4 separate regions of the Mus musculus genome follow, and all the other regions are linked to region 1. The links are chromatin contacts, called in public Hi-C and promoter capture Hi-C maps. All regions are on one chromosome and are shown on one strand. Each heading gives the region's core, a stretch centred on a gene start, on an enhancer-like site or on the middle of the called end of the contact. The rest is flanking DNA. Distances are from core to core; before and after follow the strand shown. Region 1 holds the start of Tex26 (testis expressed 26). Region 2 overlaps Gm36405 (a long non-coding RNA gene). Region 3 overlaps Katnal1 (katanin p60 subunit A-like 1). Region 4 has its middle 63 kb from the start of Ubl3.

What was found. Promoter capture Hi-C pulls out the DNA fragments that hold promoters and counts their contacts. A called contact is a pair of places that touch in the nucleus more often than the background predicts.
Region 2: a Hi-C map of cerebral cortex shows a contact between it and region 1, with 1.9 times the contacts expected there. The contact joins the enhancer-like site here to the promoter of Tex26 in region 1. A contact is called at or near these places in 5 of 39 promoter capture datasets (hematopoietic stem and progenitor cells, hippocampal neurons, liver and 2 more), 1 of 15 datasets of contacts at CTCF or cohesin (large pre-B cells), 3 of 484 Hi-C or Micro-C datasets (cerebral cortex, cortical neurons and embryonic fibroblasts), 7 of 115 datasets of contacts at active chromatin or transcription factors (craniofacial prominence, differentiating embryonic stem cells, embryonic midbrain and 4 more) and 1 of 9 other capture datasets (embryonic stem cells).
Region 3: a Hi-C map of the G1E-ER4 cell line shows a contact between it and region 1, with 1.9 times the contacts expected there. The contact joins the enhancer-like site here to the promoter of Tex26 in region 1. A contact is called at or near these places in 2 of 39 promoter capture datasets (hippocampal neurons and second pharyngeal arch cranial neural crest), 2 of 484 Hi-C or Micro-C datasets (the G1E-ER4 cell line and cortical neurons), 1 of 115 datasets of contacts at active chromatin or transcription factors (neural tube) and 1 of 9 other capture datasets (embryonic stem cells).
Region 4: a contact with region 1 is called in a promoter capture Hi-C map of hippocampal neurons, with 2.7 times the contacts expected there. The contact joins the enhancer-like site here to the promoter of Tex26 in region 1. A contact is called at or near these places in 2 of 39 promoter capture datasets (hippocampal neurons and liver) and 1 of 15 datasets of contacts at CTCF or cohesin (large pre-B cells).

What each region holds. Positions count from the first base shown.
Region 1 is chr5:149,438,162-149,441,576 of GRCm38.p6, forward strand. Tex26 (testis expressed 26) reads left to right here and starts at 1,499. Exons shown (of 7, transcript NM_029464.2): 1 at 1,499-1,626. The coding sequence starts at 1,566.
Region 2 is chr5:148,801,016-148,804,059 of GRCm38.p6, forward strand. All of the region lies in intron 1 of Gm36405 (a long non-coding RNA gene), which reads right to left. Among named protein-coding and RNA genes, the nearest start is that of Gm36405, 6.7 kb to the right of the region's middle. Within about 2 kb of position 1,791, at least 26 of the 459 cell types and tissues checked have an H3K27ac peak or open chromatin away from gene starts, as enhancers often do. A contact at or near this core is called in cerebral cortex, where this site is marked.
Region 3 is chr5:148,895,548-148,898,823 of GRCm38.p6, forward strand. All of the region lies in intron 4 of Katnal1 (katanin p60 subunit A-like 1), which reads right to left. Among named protein-coding and RNA genes, the nearest start is that of Katnal1, 31 kb to the right of the region's middle. Within about 2 kb of position 1,679, at least 112 of the 459 cell types and tissues checked have an H3K27ac peak or open chromatin away from gene starts, as enhancers often do. A contact at or near this core is called in the G1E-ER4 cell line, cortical neurons and hippocampal neurons, where this site is marked.
Region 4 is chr5:148,488,049-148,491,078 of GRCm38.p6, forward strand. No RefSeq gene overlaps it. Among named protein-coding and RNA genes, the nearest start is that of Ubl3, 63 kb to the right of the region's middle. Within about 2 kb of position 1,468, at least 183 of the 459 cell types and tissues checked have an H3K27ac peak or open chromatin away from gene starts, as enhancers often do. A contact at or near this core is called in hippocampal neurons, where this site is marked.

The DNA.
Region 1 (3,415 bases), core at 249-2,748:
TTTGCTGTCCTGAATTTTATAAAAACATTTTAAGTGAGTTTTGGCTTGGGATCAGGGCAGAACTTCCAAGTGTTTTTTGAAGTGGTCCTAAGCACATTTCTGACCTTTTGTGCCAGGCATTTATCCAAAATGGTCTTCCAAGTACTGGTGATTATAGGAACCAAAATATTGATGGATTCTGAAAAGCCCCGAAGATGGTCTCATATTCAGCATCTCCTATTCAGCCGAGATTTAATTATTTATGTAAGATAAACAGGTCATCTCATTAATATGCAACCTCAATAATATGACGTCTCATTAATATGCAAATTTGCTTCATATCTTTCATAGATGGTAAAATTGTATGCACAGCAATGAATTGCTTTTTAAAATAAAGCTCCTCATGGTTCATTATCAATAAACATGTGACCTGTGTATTTGTCTTATATACCTTATATACTCTAGCTGGCATAAAAATTTCTCAGGCACAGTGTGATCACAAGTGGAAAAAAATTAAAAGCCACACTCTAACATGTATAAGTGGGTAGGATCAGCCGGCCAGTGTACAGTAACAAAGTGGCATCCTATGATTGGTACTAGGAATATAGTTTGGGATTTTTTGTATTTATTAAAAATAAGGTCTGGTGTAACCCAGGCTGCCCCTGGACAAACTATGTAGTGGAGGATGACCCTGCTGCATCCATTATCCCTCTGGACTCTCCGTAATTAGCCTGTGCCCAATGTTTCCCTGAAGTAACTAGACACTAGCTTAGGATGCTCTGGGTTGACCTCACACAGACCTGATGCCGAAACTTTTACCTTTCCCTTATACCACATCTTTCTCATCCTTGAGTGTAGTCGCTGTGTCCTACAGATTTCCATGCCAACCTTGCCCAATTTTGCTTACATTGAAAATTATGAATGGACACAAATTTGCGGTTGGGCGTCTGTCTGTCTGCTTCTGGGTTTTTAATATTCGGGGTATTTAATATTTTGAGACAAGGCATCTCTTTCCAGGGTTGGGCTCCTGCCTTAGCCTCCTGAGTTCTCGGATCACCGGTGAGCACCAGTATACCAGGCTAAAATAAACTTTTTTTTTCCAGCCTTTTCCAGTTTGCTCGTATTTGCCAATACATAAAACAATGGCATAGTATTGCAAGGACCAGAGCAGTGTCTCTCCACCTTCCTAATGCTGCGACCCTTTAATATAGTTCCTCATGTGGTGGTGACCCCCCCCCCAACTACAAATTGTTTGGTGGCTACTTCATAACTGTAATGTTGCTACGGTTATGAATTGTAATGTATAATGGTAACATCTGTGTTTCCTGATGGTCTTAGGTGACCCCTGTGAAAAGTTCGTTCGACACCCCCCACCCCCAAGGAGTCGTAGTCCATAGGTTGAGAACTATTGGATTAGGGCACTCCATGAAAGTCAGGAATCAGCGTGATGCGCTCACCCTCTGGGTCCAGGGGCGGAGACTGAGGCGTCTCCATAGCGACGCTTCACAAAGGCACGCGCAGAGGGTGGGGCGCAGAGCGGAGTACTACTGCCTTGTCAGGGCGGGAAGGCGACCTTTTGGGACAAGATGGCCCGGTATAGGAACAAGGTTTCGTGCCCTGCTCAATGTGACCCCAAGCTCCAGTCAAGTAAGACTGCCCACGCTGCGGGTCTGCGGGGCGTGGTGTGCTGTGTGTGCGGTGGAGTTGTTTTAAATAAGGCAGTTTTTTTTTCCCCAAGGGCATCAATCGTGAGAGGTTTGCCTCGCTTTTAGAGATGGCAGGGAGGCGCAAGTGAGTCAGGGAGAAAGATCAGCTGTCCAAAATCACACTCCTGTCCAGCCCTTTATACTCCCCTCTCTAAAACTCTGGGGTGTCCCTTTAAATACTTAAGGAAACCCCTGAGGAGACATGATAAAGCCACAGCTAGTGTCCTTCCAAGGACAACAGAGCCGAAGACAAATGAACAGAACTGGGGACGTAATGGAGGGAGAGAAGGAGTCTGGCTGGTTCTTTAAGTCGCAAACAGCAAATTCAGTGGGGCGGGAGGGAGGGGAGGGGCGGGATCAGCCGGCCAGGGCTGCTCTGTCTGCAGACTGGGCTGGGAGCTGAGCCCTTTTCAAAGGCGCTCTGCCAGGTGACAGATGGAGAGCCTTGCTCTGTGGTTCTGCTTGCGGCGGCGGCAGCGGGTTTACCAGCTCAGCGTTTTGCGTTGGTGAAGAGACATCACCTCCCCTGGCTGTTAGTTGCGACTCGAGTAGCATTATTACTGAGTGCACAGTCAGCGTATCCATCCCTTCGGAGCAATAATGGCCGGCTGCAGCCGTCTAGCCGAGCTGGCTAAGGGGCTGTGAGGATTCTTTAGAATGATGCTCCTAAGAGAACAATGAAGTGGGTGTTTACATTCCAATCTAGTTCTCTGTAAACGAAGAGTGGAAAGCTGGAGTGTGTGTGTGAGGGGGGAGGGCGGGAAGGAGCGTATTCAGTTAAAAAAAATGTTAAATGTTTTCAGATTCTATAGGACGGCGAGGTCAGGAGATGGAGGAGGGAAAAGCTCCCAGGATCCCCAAGGGCACTCCTTAATTTCCATTTCCCTTTTTCTAAACACTCTGTCTGTCAGGTATTTTCCTAGGCCAGTAGTCTCCTTCCTTGTCTGGAACAGATAAGAGTTAGGATTCCTCCTCTTACGGAATTGATCACGTACCCCAGGACTTCCGGTGCTGCACAAACTGCCAGGGACTCTACTGTCTACACTCAGTACCCAATGCCAAATGTTCAGACTGAACTATCCCGCTCTTGATCAGGCAGTTTCCATGCATGGCCCAGAGGCCCCTGTGCCTCAGTGTGGACAAAAATCACCTTCCTGTCCTCCTTGGAACCTTCCAGAAGTTGAGAGTACAATGAAGAGGGCCCAGGCTGTTAGAGAAGGAGCCCTTGATTGGTTACAGATCTCTTTTGTTCAGCCCTCACCTGCTGGGTCATCTGCCCCTTCAGCCTTGGGTCTGTCACAGCCACAATCCCATCTTCCATTGCTGCTAAAGTCACCCTCCCAAGAAGAGTGTGAGATATGTCATCTCTAATCTTTGTCCCCAAAGAAGAGACAGCTGATGCCTGCTGTTGAGTCACTCCTGAGCATAAGTGAGCAATCCTGGGCTATTGTCCTCTTGTCACAGCTGCTATACAAAAGCACAGAGTCCTGGCTTAAAACATTAAGTTATAGCCGGGCGCGGTGGCTCATGCCTTTAGTACCAGCACTCGGGAGACAGAGGCAGGTGGATTTCTGAATTCAAGGCCAGCCTGGTCTACAAAATGAGTTCCAGGACAGCCAGGGCTATACAGAGAAACCCTGTCTCGAAAAACAAACAAACAAACAAACAAAAAAAAAAAACAAAACACACACACACAAAACCATTAAGTTATGTGCTCACTAGCCAGCTCT
Region 2 (3,044 bases), core at 541-3,040, 640 kb before region 1:
CTCCGAATAAAATATGCATTGATGAGACTTCTGATTGGTCAGTTCAGATCAAGGAACTTGCTTTTCTTCTGATCCACTGGAGAAGACCTCCACCACCCCTATCCACTGCTCTGTGTTCTTTCCCACAAATGGGGGAGACTCCCCCCATAATCTCAACACAAGTGTTGACATCAGGAAGCAACAAAACAAGAGACCCTGGGCTACTCAAGTTCACCAAGTGTCTTAGTCAGGGTTTCTCTTCCTGCACAAACATCACGACCAAGAAGCAAATTGGGGAGGAAACGGTTTATTCATCTTACACTTCCACACTGCTATTCACCACCAAAGGATGTCAGGACTGGAACTCAAGCAAGTCAGGAAGCAGGAGCTGATGCAGAGGCCATGGAGGGACGTTACTTACTGGCTTGCTTCCCCTGACTTACTCAGCTTGCTTTCTTATAGAACCCAAGACTACCAGCCCAGGGATGGCACCACCCACAATGGGCCCTACCCCTTTGATCACTAATAGAGAAAGTGCCCCACAGCTGGATCTCATGGAGGCATTTCCTCAAGAGAGGCTGCTTTCTCTGTGATAACTCTAGCCTGTGTCAAATTGATACACAAAACCAGCCAGTACACCCCCCAAAGAAATAACTTCTTGATTTATAAAATAAGCAAATATCTCATGGATTTTATAAAAATTGAATATAATAACATTAAGATGAGAGGTAACTTGGGTGTGGTGGTACAGGTAGAACCTGAGTGTCTATCATGGCATGAACAGGTGACCAGTGGTCATGTGGTGTGGTCAGGGCATAAGATGCTGTACACTCCTAGGCAAGGTACAATGACAGCCATTTAGAGGAGAGCCCAGAAGCACAGGTTGGGGGTCAGCTGTGGTGGGCAGAGGCCAGTCTATGAGTCTATGAACACAGCTTGGGTAGATCTCTGAGTTCAAGGCCAAGCCTGGTCTACACAGTCAGTTCTAGGTTCCTGGCCAGCCGGGGCTACATAGTATGACCCTGTTTCCAAAACAAAAATGAGAGAAAAGACAGCTGGGATGTACCGTGTGCATAATACAAGCCAGGCACTTTTCTGAGTCATTAGAATGTGCTTTCAAATTCCCGTAAGAACTCTAGGACATCGAGGGCAGTGTTCTGTTGTGAGTTTATTCATTTGTGGTAGGTGGGTGTTGAAACAGTCTTACTGTGTAGTCCAGGCTAGCCTTTGCTTAAGATCCTCCTGCCCATACTCCCAAGTGCTAGCATTTCAGGTGAGCATCATCACACCTGACAGAGACTTCCAGTTTCCTTATTCTACTGATAGAAGAAGAAATCAATGCAGTAGGCAGCAAGAGATTGCACCGAAGGCCCCACTCCCAGTCATCCTTAATATGCACAGCCTTGCCCCTTGCTTTACCCACTCAACACATTGGTACTGGCCTCCTCTCCTTCCTCAAATGGGGCAGTGGGAACAGTACCTGGCATGAACGAGACAGTCCCTAAATACCCATCCTCAGCCACTTTTCAGGAGACCGTTATCTGGCCCTCTGGAGAACTGTTCTCCTGCCTGCAGTAAATTAACACTGGTAGCCGATTTCTTTGGGGGTGATTTTGCCCTGAGCCCTGGGTCACTGTGTGTGCGTGCCTATGAGTGCCAGTGTGTGACTGCTCATGGTTCTCTGTAGCCAGCTGCTTTTCCCACCCTAGCTATTCATAAGGACAATGAAGTGTCCTCTTTATGAACACAGCTTGGGCAGGAAGCTAGGCTGCATAAAAGATGCTCGCCGGGTGAGGGGCATTCTCGGAGGTTTGGCACTGATGAGCCGTAACAAGCTAGGCCATGGGCAGGACCGTCAGAACACGCTCAGGGAACATCTGGCTCCAGAGTCTGTGGCCTGTGTTCAGGAACTATGAGGAGCCGATCCACCAGAGCCTCTGGCTGTAGATTTTAAAGGTTTGCTGGGAGAGTGGAGCCCGTGAGTGAGTCATATGCAAATGACTTAGCCAGGAGATTTTTATTAGCTATTTAAAAAAAAAAATTAGGATCCAACATTTTCCATTTTCTTGTTTTCAAAAAGCCCCGATTAAAAGAGAAGGTAATTTGTTGCTCTTGTTTGGTTTGCTTCTGATTCCACCCACCCACCCACCCACCCCAAGGTCTTTCCAGTTACAGGCTGGAGGAAACTGCATGAACCATGCCATCTGACCCCAACCTATTCTAGGACAGAGCCAGGTCTGCAGCTGGCAAGCCCGGGCCAGGGTAGACAGTAGTCTAAGGGTTTTAAAGACCAAACCAATCCAACTCCCCCAAATGCATATCCTTTTATAACATGTTCACCCTTGGTGCAAAAAGCCAAAAGGCTGGGATGTTCACTAGCCTCCCCAAGGTCTACATCCCTCTAAGGGGTATGGACCGTTTACAGGAGTCGTCACATAGAATTTGAGCGTATGTGGCTCCCACACTGTGAACATCTCTTCCACGAGAAAATTCTATAACCAGGTTCTGTGTGAACACACATCTGGCTCTGGGCCACAGTCCAGGCAGATAAAGAAACAGCGGAACAGTCCACGACTAAACTCTGTGTTCTGGAACCCTGGGCATTTTCCTGCTCCCATGACCCCCAAAGGCACCCAGCACCTTACTCAGTCAGCCCAAGCATTCCGGAAGGTGACCTTTCCCTCCACCTGGCAAAGCATGCAGCCAGAGTCAGGTCCTCTGGCTTATACTGTCCCCACTCAGCTGTAGGCCAATTCCAGCTCCTGTGAGTGAGCCTTCTCCAAGCAAAGCGCGTGGCCAGAGGGATTAGAACCAGGCATCCCTATGCCACATTAGGGCACCCTCCACAGTACAGGTGATTAGAGACTGGAGCCCAAAGCGATTCTCGTCCATCACGAAGCCCAAATGCATGTCCTTTTATAACATGTTCATGTTCAGTCACGTGTCCGCCGTGTCTCCTCTGTTGTCTGCTTTAGAATCTTATCGTCCTTTAGCATCAGAGCCCTCACCCACGTGCCTCTGACTTCCGCATGACTTCCAAGGTGACTTCTGTCTTTCACACTGAT
Region 3 (3,276 bases), core at 429-2,928, 540 kb before region 1:
ACTCTGCAAGCGTCCTGCAGTGCTGAGGTGGTGAATGTGACGATGCTCTGATTTCTCAGGGATTCCAACCACAAGATCAGCTTTAATGTGTAGAGCCACACCCCTTCAAGAGCATCAGCCCCTTTCTGTCTGATAGAAAAATGAAGGGCAAGGGGTCCAGTGAGGAGACAACAGACCATGATAGACTTCTCCAGTTTCACTTCTGAGGTAAACAAAGAAGCAGTCAGTACCAGAAGAGAACCAAATGGCTCCTGTGGCAAATGTCCTGATCATCTGAGCCTCCGAGCAAATGGCCAAACAGTGTGTTGGTGACCTCATCTTGAGGACCTGCTCACTTGGGCAGACTAGTGCTAGGGCTAGGTCAAGTGCTTAGTAATATCCTTGTAGCAAAAGTGGCAGGTATTAAAACTGACTCTATTAAAACAAGCTCCTAGCATAACAACACAACAAACAATACCAACCAACTTAAAACAAGTTCTGTCTCGGATCACATTTTACGACGTGGCTAGGCCATGGCTATGAGTCACTCGCAAGTCAAACCCTGGGAACACTATGACCATTCTCCAGTATGCTCGAAACGAGGTAGTGAGAGCATCAACAGGGGCCGACTTTGTGATTTCAGATTTGCCACATGGAAAGTGAAGTTCAAATCTCACTTTCACACAAATGCCCTCAGAACAGGGAGGCGAGGCTGGCTCGATACACACCAAGAGGAAGGAAAAGCCCCATCTCTGACTCAAAGAAATGGGAATCGTGGGACTGTCCAAAGGCAGATGTGAGCAGGTATCAGACAGCTCATCGGATTGCTAGCACGGTTTCCAGGCAGGGTGAGGATGCACTGTGGCCCTCTCTAAGCACCTATCCAGCCCCCCGTGGGAAAGCCGAGCTGTTGACGTGACTGAGGACAGGATGGAGAAACGGGCAGCATCCGATCTGACCTGCACTTCAGACAACCCTGGTGGCTACTGCTGGAAAGGATGATGGGAAGGAGGAGGAATCTAACAAGTAAAACCCTTTCCTGCACAGAGAAGTCGGTGCGAGCCTCTGAACGACCTGGCCAGTCAAAGCAAGATGGTGAAGGGAGAACTCTGAGGCTACAGCAGAATCACCGTGAAAGTGGGCGAGTAGTGTCATTATCACAAACATAAAATAGGGCGGGGAGAGCTGATACATACGCCGTGTGCCTGAGCAGAAGTAGTCCATTAGCTGCACTACTTTAATAAACAGACAGCTTTCAAGCAATGAAGCTGACATCTGGGACATGGGGTCTTCTACAGAACACTAGACTGGAACATCACAGAGTGACCTCAGAACTCTTTCCTTAGATTTGCGCACGAAGCACTAAGGTCAGAATTAGCAACCATTTGACAGTGTGAAGGCTGATAGACACTTTTCTTTTCCCTAAAGCAAAATAGTTAGCTTCTTTGTACTAATTTCTAAATTATTCAAATCAAGACAACTTCCGTAAGGATCTTTTGTGAGTCGTGCCTCTTATTCTATGTGAAGAAAATGAGGCTCTAAGTGACAAAGCAAATATTTATAGCTTGCAGTCAGTGACTGACACAGCCTGTCCCCAAATGCAAATAGCATGCGCATCTTCCTTTGCAGCTCCTCTCACTGTGGGACTGAGTGATTAAGACACAGACAGCTACTGCTCTGTGCCGTGCATTTTACAGACACATTGTTCAATGACCAGCTGAGAAATGGCTCGCACATCACACCACGTGGAGGAGGATTCCGGGAAATGTGGGCCACGAAAGCCAATGAGCTACTACTGGAACCACCACCCTTGGCTGCTGTTACTGCGGAGGCCGATAGGAAGCAACAGAAGAGGCGGGTTTCAGATCAACATAGGATTTTTCTGACAGCGTGTCCTGTTTGACAAAGATACTGCCTTTCTAGTCAGGCAGTGAACTACATACAGTCACCCGAACATCTCCGAGCTGTAGACGGCCTGTGGCTCTTTCTATAAAGCTGTTGCTTCTCCCATGTCCAACTTACCCTCTGCTGCCTGGACTCAGTAGATAAAAACAAATGCAAAATTTCTTAGACGTATCATTTCTTTCTTTCCTCCCTTCCCTGCCTCCCTCCCTCCCTCCCTTCCTTCCTCTTTTTCTTGGTGTCAAGATTAATTACATCCATGGTTGGGTAAGCACTCTTATCAAAGAACTACATTCTCAGCCTCAATATATCAATTATACATATTTAATTGTTTTTGTTTTTAAATGTGTCTGTGTGTGTGTGTGTGTGTGTGTGTGTGTGTGTGTGTGTGTGTGTAAGCCAGGGACATGAGATCCTCCTGGAGCAGGAGTCACAGGATTGTGAATTACCTGACCAAACTCAGGTCCTCTAGGAGAGCAACAAGTGCTCTTAACCATTGAGCCATCTCTCCAGCTCCAATATCTCTTCTGTAAACTGCTAATTCTGTATAATCTTTTTCATGCCTCTGTTTGTCTCCCACTGTCAGGTCAGTCTAGCAGCTGACATCCACAATGCTCACGGTGTTGGTGCCCTGGGAACCTAGCACATATCAGCACATTCAAGAAGCGAGGAAACTGGCAAACCAAGTCAGCCGCCCGTCCAAGCGGCAACAGCGGCCTAGGCACTCTAGCTGTGGGCCTGGGCTTGCAGCCAGTTTGTTCACAGGGCACACTGCTGCACATGGGGGCTGCTTCCACCCCACAGCAGAAACAAACACAGGAAACGTTAGACAAGGACGCCAGCCTGCAGCCCACCGGAGCCCTACTGCCCCACAAAGTAACGCAGGCAGACAATGCAGAGCACACTTACTGACGTGGGTGCAGCGCCCTACACTGCCCAATCAGGATACAAGGATTGTAGCAACAGATCCACAGCAAGCTCTGTGCTCACCAATATGCACACTCTTCCCACAATAGTCATGAGCAGGTTTAGTGTGCCAGGCTCTGTTCTAGGCACAGAATACAGCAATGAAGCAAAAAGACTGAGACCTCAGTGCTCATGAGGTTTAGGAGGAATAAATGAAATATGGTTGCTAAGACTTCACATTCAATCTTCCCATTTATAAAACACCACATTTAAACAGAGATCACAAACCCTTGGAAACTTGACAACCTTGAAACTGAGAAAAAGCTCAACAAAAATATACAAATTCTAAAATCAAGAGCTGAGGAATGCTCACGGAGCTCGGCTGAATCCCAGTAAAGGTGCTCACCCTGAGGGAAACACACAGGTGAGACAAAACCTCCCCATAACCCAAGAGCACATCTCTCAGACACCAAGATCATAAATGGGAAA
Region 4 (3,030 bases), core at 218-2,717, 950 kb before region 1:
CCTCCTGCCTCTGCCTCCCAAGTGCTGGGATTAAAGGCATGTGCCACCACGCCCAACTTTTTTTTTTTTTTTCCACCTTAGTTTTTGAAATAGGGTCTCTCCTTGAACCCGAAGCTTATGAATTTGGCAAGCCTGGCTCCTTGGAGAATGTCTTAATTAGGGCCTATTGCTGCAACCAAAAGCAACTTGAGGAGAAAAGGGTTTATTTTGCCTAAACTTCCAGTTAACAGTCCATTACTGAGGAAAATCAGAGCAGTAAAGGGACCTGGAGGCAGGAGCTGATGCAGAGGCCATGGGTGGGGGTGGGGTGCTGCTTACTGACTTGCTCCTCATGGCTTGCTCAGCCTGCTTTCTTATAGAACCGAGGACCACCAGCCCAAGGAATGGTACCCCACCAAACCACTAATTAAGAAAATGCATTACAGGTTTATCTGCTTACGGTGGGCTCTTCTGGAGGCATTTTCTCAGTTGAGGCTCCCTCCTCCCTGATGTCTGTAGCTTGAGTCAAGTTGACATACAACTAGGGATTCTCCGGTCTCTGCCTCCCAAGTGCTGGCATTACTGGCATGTGTGGCTACAGTCAGCTTCTACATGGGTGTTAAAGACTGAACTCAGGTCCTCGTGCTTGCATGGCAGGTAATGGATCAATTGTTCTATCTCCCCAGCCATTATATGTATGTATATATGTAAATTACATATACATAGATCCAATACGTATATATCTGCCGTTCCCTCCCACTTTCCTGTAAATGTCATGATTTTATTCCTCTTTACAGATGAATAACCCCCAGTTGTTGTTTTTTGTTGTTGTTGTTGTTTGTTTGTTTGTTTGTTTGTTTGATCCATTCTCCAGATGATGGGCATTAGGCTGGTTCCATCTCTTAGCAATTGTGACTGCGGCAGCAGGGGTCTCTGTAGTGTGTTGGCATGGGGTACTTTGGATAAATGCCTAGGAGTGTTAGAGCTGGGTCATATAATAGTTCTATTTTTAGCCCTTTTGAAAAACTCCCATACTAATTTCCTTGGAGATAGCATCAGCGGTCCACATTCTCCCCAACAGTGTGTAAGACTTCCCCTTTCTCTCTGACCACATAATTTTACACCCCAGGCACCTGAGTTTTAACTGAGTCTTAATCAAGTCTCCCTTAGACACAACGTAAAGGTTGTGATTATTTATGCAGCCTTGAAGTGCCATTTCCCTGAGAGTCACTCCTTGTGTTCCTGTAAAACCTCGCTCGCATGTCTGCTTTCCTGCTCACTGTACACACAGACGCAGGTTCCCCCAGCTGGAGTAGCAAATGGACTGCTCACCTCCTGCTGTCTCTCAGCATCTAGCAAACGCCTGTAGGTGTGTTGGCTGGAGTGAAAAATGCCCCCCCCCCCCAAAGGCTCAGTTCCCTGGTTGGTGGAGATTTGAAGGGTGGGGAAGGGTGAATGGAACCTTCGGGAGGTGTGGCCTTGCTGGAGGAAGTGCGTCACTATAAGGGGGTGCGCTTTGCAATTTCATAGCCCCGCCCGCCTCCAGTTCTCTCTCTGCTTCTTGAGTTTGCTTGCGGTGGAGGTGTGATCTCTTGACTCCTTGCTCCTTCATGCTTCTACCATAATGGACTTTTAGTCCTCTGGAACTTAAGCCAAAAGAGATGCTCTCATCTCTAAGTTACTTGTGGTCAGGGTATTTTATTACGGTAACAGAAACTGATACCGTGGGTGTTAAGGACTGAAGTGTGTCCTATGCTCTTAGGCTGATATGTTGACATCTTAACCCCCAGTACCTCCAACGGGCCCTCACTTGAAAAGAGGGTCACTGAAGGTGTAATTAGTCACTATGACTTCACAGTAAATCCCAACCCAGTATGACTGGTGTCATAAAAAGAGATTTGGACACAGGCAGGGAGACGCAGTTTGACCGTGAAGGGAGAGCAGCAAGCGCCATGTGTCTGTGAGAGTCTGCCAGCTAGCCTCAGGGCTTGGAGGAAAGCCCAGTGCAGAGCCTCTTTAGCGGCTCTCAGAAGAAACGAGCACTGCAGACTTCTTGCCTCCAGTGTCCAAAGGCAACAATCTCTGTATTGAAGGTGCCCACGTGGAAGCTCTTTATATGGGGCCCTAGCAAAGCCACGGCTGTGTGACAGAGAACCAGCACAAACTCAGCTGCGACAGCAGGGGTGGTGGCCCGTGGTTTCCTTTCCAGGGAGTAGCTCCTGAATTTGACAGCGTTCTTCTCGTACTGTGCAGAATGCCCTAATCTACTCGAGATGCTCATGTATATAAGACGAGGTGCAGTCAAGGTCGCCATTTGCTTAAACGAATGCATCCCAGTAATAAGTAGGAAGCCGGCAAGCTCAGGGACACAGCTAAATACAAGGGGTCAAGCCCCGCATGGTAAAGTAAATTAACTAAATGAAAAATAACTTCTCTTTAAACTTTATTTGTATAAGCATTTGCCCGTGTTTATGTTGTGTTACAGGTATGTGCACCCTCAGAGGTGAGAGGGGGGCATCATTTGTTCTTCTTTCCCCCTCCCTCCCCCCTCCCTCCCCGCCTTCCTTTGTACTTCTGTCATTGGCTGATGCCCAGCCAATGTCAGGGACCATGCCATTGAGTCTGTGGGACTGTGAACATGGTAAATCTTTTTTCTTTAGAAAGCTGACCTTGCCTAGGCTACTAGAAAAAAAAAAAAAAAAAAAAAAGATGTGATATACCATGAAAAATAAGTTCCTGAGAAATTTGCTACAGAAAAAAAAAGCTTGTAAAATTATAGGATCAACATAATCATGCCCAATTTTCTTACATTTGGGACAAATCTCTCAGCTTTAGAGTGGGGGCCAAGATGTGGCCCAGTTGTGGGAGGCATCCTGAGAGAGGCCACTGGTGAACTTCCCACGGAACTTTGACTGAAGGTCTGGGAAGCCTCTATCTTTGTGTCTTTTGAAGAAAGGGGCGGGGCCTGATTTCACGCAATGACGGAATTATTTTACCAAGTCCATCCATCATCCTGGAGGCTTCAGGAGCCTCTGTCCCTTGGCGCTGACT